Regions from separate parts of the Canis lupus genome. Here region 1 is linked to region 2. The links are chromatin contacts, called in public Hi-C maps. All regions are on one chromosome and are shown on one strand. Each heading gives the region's core, a stretch centred on a gene start, on an enhancer-like site or on the middle of the called end of the contact. The rest is flanking DNA. Distances are from core to core; before and after follow the strand shown.

The links. Hi-C and Micro-C count contacts between places; a contact is called where the count stands out from the background.
Region 1: a contact with region 2 is called in a Hi-C map of skin fibroblasts, with 1.8 times the contacts expected there. The contact joins two enhancer-like sites. A contact is called at or near these places in 2 of 9 Hi-C or Micro-C datasets (amygdala and skin fibroblasts).

What each region holds. Positions count from the first base shown.
Region 1 is chr16:5,409,208-5,412,030 of UU_Cfam_GSD_1.0, forward strand. No RefSeq gene overlaps it. Among named protein-coding and RNA genes, the nearest start is that of OR2A9B, 6.1 kb to the right of the region's middle. Within about 2 kb of position 1,309, at least 2 of the 20 cell types and tissues checked have an H3K27ac peak or open chromatin away from gene starts, as enhancers often do.
Region 2 is chr16:5,358,647-5,361,719 of UU_Cfam_GSD_1.0, forward strand. NOBOX (homeobox protein NOBOX) reads left to right here. Exons shown (of 9, transcript XM_038560560.1): 7 at 274-538; 8 at 540-579; 9 at 1,256-1,843. The coding sequence ends at 1,560. Among named protein-coding and RNA genes, the nearest start is that of NOBOX, 6.0 kb to the left of the region's middle. Within about 2 kb of position 1,440, at least 3 of the 20 cell types and tissues checked have an H3K27ac peak or open chromatin away from gene starts, as enhancers often do.

The DNA.
Region 1 (2,823 bases), core at 59-2,558, 50 kb after region 2:
GCCATTAGAAACGACAAATACCCACCATTTGCTTCAACGTGGATGGAACTGGAGGGTATTATGCTGAGTGAAATAAGTCAATCAGAGAAGGACAAACATTATATGGTCTCATTCATTTGGGGAATATAAATAATAGTGAAAGGGAGTATAAGGGAAGGGAGAAGAAATGTGTGGGAAATATCAGAAAGGGAGACAGAACATAAAGACTGCTAACTCTGGGAAACGAACTAGGGGTGGTGGAAGGGGAGGAGGGCGGGGGGTGGGGGTGAATGGGTGACGGGCACTGAAGGGGGCACTTGACGGGATGAGCGCTGGGTGTTATTCTGTATGTTGGTAAATTGAACACCAATAAAAAATAAATTTATTTTTAAAAAAATAAAAAATAAATAAAATTTTCTAATGGTATAGTATTATTTTCCATAGTACACTTCCTATTTTAGAGTCATCTTTAACCTTTTAATGTTTATCATTTTGAACATTTTTCTGTCCCTTAATATGCCTGAACACACACACACACACACAAATAGCTTTTTCCCTACATGAATGAGAAAGTACTAGATCAATATGACTTCATTTACTTACTTATTTTAGGAGAATCTTCCCTTCTCTTCCCACTAGAGAAAGAAAACTTATTTTAATAGTTGCATACTGTTTTGTGGTATAAATTTATGATATTTTATTTAACAAACCCGCCAGTGAAGGACATTAGCTCATCTGCAACATTTTGCCATTATAAATAATCTTCAATTAAAATAAATGTACATGTATATATTTTGCACACATATATGAATATTTCTGCAGGATATGTTCCTAGAATTGGAGTTCTTGCATTAAAAGGAGTACAAACTTTAAGTTTTGAAGCTACATCCCCAAATTAGTACCAAATCAAATTATATTGCCACCTAGACTATTGCCCATACAGTCAGCAACACTAGAAAATATCAATCTTTTTATTTTTGTCCCATTTGATGGGCAGAAAATGGTATCTCATGCTTTAAAGTTTATTTCCCTAATTACTAGAGAGCCTGTACATCTCATATATTCATGAGTGGTTTGTCTCTGTTTATATCTATATAATTTTTGCCCAGTTAAAAAAAAACTGATGTGTATATTACTATTTTGCTCATTATATATGTATTAAAAACTCTTAGATGTATTTCTATCTTTTTTAAAAATGTGTTTTCAGAACATTCAGGCTTATTTTCTTGAATGCTACTTAATGATAGGAAAAGATTCTACAGGCCTAGGCTATAGAGAGGCAGTGTGCTTACTGGTTATGGGTGTGGTTTTTGGAGTCAGGCTGACCTGGATTAGAGCCCAGGCTGTCACACACTTGTAATCACAGCAAAGTTCTTACTGTTTGTGTGCTTGCTTTCTTCCTTTTTCCTTCCTTCTTTCTTTTTCCATTTGTGCAATGAAAGCACTAAACTAATTAACTCATAGAATTGTCATAAATTTAGATGAGATAATAATGCATATATCTCAGCACAATGCCTAATACCCAGTAGGTGCTCAGTAAGTACTGGATATGAAAATTATTATTTACAATGTGGGCAACCGAGATACCAAATTAGACATAAAGTTTGGTTTCTGGTCCTAGAACCTTTCCCAATGAAAGTTATATTTAATAAGATCCCAGGAGGCTAATAAAACTGACTTTTCTAAGAGTAGGCATTTCATTTCGTATTTAAGCCAGCTGTATGCACTTTCAACAGAGCACCAAAATATTCAACTCACTCGTTGACTCAGCAGGTACTCTTGAGTTCCTCCTATGTTAAAGGCCCAGGATATTCAATTATCTTTGAGTCCACTTCGTTTTCTCTGCATGGAACTTAATCTTTATTCCTTTGACAAAGTGAAAATCCAAATTCCAAAGAAATGTGAGGAAATCAACAGAGACAGAAAATGAGAAAATAAGAAAGAATCTTAAATATTGTTTCGTTCCACTTTTCATTTTATCGGTGAGGAAACTGAAAGCTAGAAGAGTTAAGCAACTTTTCTAAGGTCACATAGTGAGTTAGTAGGGGAACTGAGATGAGGACCCAGATATCCCAACTCTGAACCAGCACTCTGTGGACTAAATCCAAGTCTGTTCAAAGATCCACCTCTTCTTTTGATCAAACATGATTTCAAAACATAAATAATAATAATAATAAAAGAGACACACGGGTTACAAAAAAAGACAAATCAAAATGAGCCAACAAAGTTTGTCAAAAAAGCAGGGAGCATAAGACACTTCCTTGCTGGTGGGGAAACCCAGTTCTGCTGTCATCCAGTGGGACTACATTCCAACCTCCTTTCGTTTTTGTCTGTCCTCAACAACCCGTATTTAACGATGATACTTTACATTCACAGCAAATAGTAAACAACAATCCTGTAGGTTGGTGGTTGGCAATCCCTGGTCCACATGCCAGCAATGCTGCAGGTGCTAATTTCAGGTGGCAAGTGAACGAGCTACCACACACAGATTCCCACCCCTATCATTTCCAGTAGTTACTGCCCGTAATTGTCTACACCCTCTTGCCAGTTTTCAAGGGCAACACCCTAACATGGCTTCCCATCTGGCTCCAGCATCGTCCGGCCTTCCAGAATCAGAGCCTCAGCAATTCTCACCCTTCTTTGAGAAGTCAGTGACCACTGCTTCCTAGGGTAGAAATGAATAAACATCCTCAGGATTTTTTTAATATTTAGGGTTTTAAATCATATATAGTTTATTGTATATTTCTGCCCTAGTTTTTTTCCATTGTTCTCTGTGAACTTAGAGCAATAACATATTCTTAGTTATTAATATCCATCACATAAGAACATACTAAAAGCAAGAAT
Region 2 (3,073 bases), core at 190-2,689:
TGGAGCTGGGGCAGGGGCAGGGGGGAGTTAGCTGAGAGAAGCAAGGAGTCCTAATCGCGATGAGGATTGAAAGCACCAGTGGATTTGAAGTGGGAAAGATCTAGACTATCACCGCAACAGGGCAGGAAGGAGGGTGAGAAGCCAGGAACAGGAAGAGAAAGGAGAGGAAGCAGCAAGTCTGGGGTCCTGGAGATGGGGAGGGACTGACCTACGGGGCGGCAACGACGAGGAAGCCACCCCGAGCCTCGCAAAATGCTCCTTTGGCCCCCACAGCGTCACCCCACCACCCGCCTGTTCATACTTGGAAGAGCTGGAACCCCAGGACTACCAAGCGGGCACCCAGCCGGGGCCGTTCCCCTTCTCCCAGGCGCCCCAGGGCCAGCTCTACCAACAGCCTCAAGCCCAGTTCCCGTTCCTGCACCCCTTCCCGCTGCCCACCCCCCACCCCCTGCTGCCCCCACTGCCCGAGGACCCGCTCTTCACCTCGCCCTTCGGCCCGGGCGCGGGCCTATCTCAGGGCTACTTCCCGGGGCCCTCCGTCGGGGCAGATGGTGCTGCAGCCACCTGCTGGGAACGTGGGTGAGTTGGCGCTGGAGGGCGCGAGGGGGGTGGGAAGGGCGGGCCGAGCAGGGCCGGCGGCCAGCGAGCCCCTCTCCCGCACCCCTGCTTGGCTGTGGCTCCCTGGGGGCGCGGGGCAGAGTGGGCGCTCAGGAGTCAGGAGGCTGAAGTCGGCGGTGCAGCTCAGCCACTCCCAGCTTTGCCGAGTCTCAGTCTCCTGGACTCTGACATGGGAATAGCAATCCCATTGCAGGGAGGGGGGGGGGGTGCAGGGGGTTAGAAACAATAGGAGGGGAGAAGAATAGGAGGGGACCGAGTAGACGGCGGCTGACCCTGACCTGAGCAGGCCGACAAGCCACTGGACCTCTGGAACCCGGTGCACCCCTCGTGCTAAGGCTGCACCCCAGTAGAAGGGGAGGAAGCCGTGTGGGCGGTTTGCAGTCTCCCTGCTGCCTGCGTGGAGGGCCTCGGCCTGCCCGGCCGTCCACCCCGCCTCGATGTTACCAGACCACGGAGCCCCGAGGCAGGGCCATGCCGGGTCCCCAGGGGAGCTCCTGGTGCTAGGACTCTACCCCCACTGGCCCTGGGAGCCTCAGCTGTGTTTCTGGGGGAGGATGGGGGGGGTGTCGCCGGATCTGCTCAGCTGCAGTGGATGCCCTTGATCCTGTCTGACCCCCCTGTACCATCCATCCCGCAGGTGCAGTCCCCTGGAATGACCCTTGCTTGCCAGAACTGCCTTTCCCCGGTCCCTTCTGTCCACAGACCCTGGGTGCCCTCCCTGGAGGTGAGGGCTACTTGCCCGATCTGTTCCCAGGCCCCTGTGCCCCGGCGGTGAGCAGCAGGCAACCCTCTGCAGGCGTCCCCCAGCTGGCCGGAGGGGCCCGACCGGGGCCAGGGCCCTTCCTGGGCAAATCCCAAGAGGAGCAGCCTGCCACCTCTGCAGGGGAGCCCTTGGCACCCCAGGAAGTCCGAGAGGAAGACCAGGACAGCCGTGGCCACTAGTTGGGGGGCCGAGGAGGAGAGGGTTGGGTGCCTCGGAGGAGACAGTGGTGTGAGGAGGGACTGTGGAATCTGTTGGCTGGGGGGTGGGGGGTAGTGGGGGGAGTGAGATGCTTCCCCCTCCAAGGGCTCACCTTGCTGGACCTGATCTGAGAAGGCTGCGGGTCGGCCCCACCCTCTGCAGCCCCGAGACAGGATGGTCCGCGACCTCTGACCTCTGTGCAAGCTTAGGTTTCCTTTCCTTGCCAGAGGAGCCAGTGTCTGTTGTAAGCATTAAATGAGTTTACTCTTGGGCTTCTCTGAGTAATTCTGTGTCTCCCGACTCACTAATTAAGAGCTGCATTTCTTTCACTCCCTTCCACTCAGCTGACCGGCTGTTGGCTGCAGTCCTACATGTCCCAGGCGAGGTCTCCACTGGGTGCGAACACGTTGGCATCCTCCCTGAGCCCATGTCTCTGGCCCGACCAGAAATCGAGCATCCTGGGCCTCGTTTTCAGTCCTGGCATTAAATCATGTTCTGTTCCCAAACTCAGGCAGGACTGAACCCGGAGCAAATCTGAGCCTGGACATATCTCTCTAGGATTTGGGCTCTGTAGGGATAGGATTACAAGAGACAAGGATATTTTAGGTCAAGTCTCTAGCCTTGTGAATCATAACTTGTTTTTCCAAAGCTCTTTTGTGGGGAGGGAGGGTAGGGATAAGACGTGGGAGCACTGAGAAGAGAATATTCCTGTGTGTGTGTGTGTGTGTGTGTGTATGTAGATACACACACACATATATATACATATATATACACACACAGATATATAATACATATATATAATATCTTGCCACCCCACATATGATGGCCCTAACAGTGCCAAAATACCTAGGATTTGAGGGCCACTGAATCAAACTACATTTCTGCATTTGGTGAGTGTGTGTGAGGGTACCATTCTGGACCTCCAAATGCTATGATTATTGGAAAATACACTTATAATACAAGTTTCTTTTTTTAAGTAGTTAACTTATATTCATCATAATAGTTCTAGAGTCATGACTCCTAAGAACCCAAAAGGCAGAGTATTTGGAAATGGAGAGGAAACTTCCTGGTTACACGAGAACACGTATGCATGCATCTCTGCAGGGTTTTCTGGGCCAACAGTATTGAGTAGCTCTGCTCTGCGGCTTTAGCCACCATCTCTTCCTGCCACTCCAGGATCCTAACAGCCAGGCATCAACAACCTTAATTTAGGAATTAGAATGTATACATTGAAATATGAAAGGACTTGGGTTATGATACATATCTGGGTCTTTTAAGGTATGTATTTTACAAATGTCTCTTCACACTCTGTCCCATGAGGCCTGTGGCATCATGAGCAGCCTAAAAGCAGACAGAAGGGGGAAAGACGGAAGGCTCTCACCGTTCCATCACGTGCTACTGGTAGTTCTGCTCTTTCTAACAGCCACTAGGATGTTCTGTTGCTTTCAAAGCCCTGTGGGACTTTCAAACCCCCCCTTCTTAACTGGTTCAGGC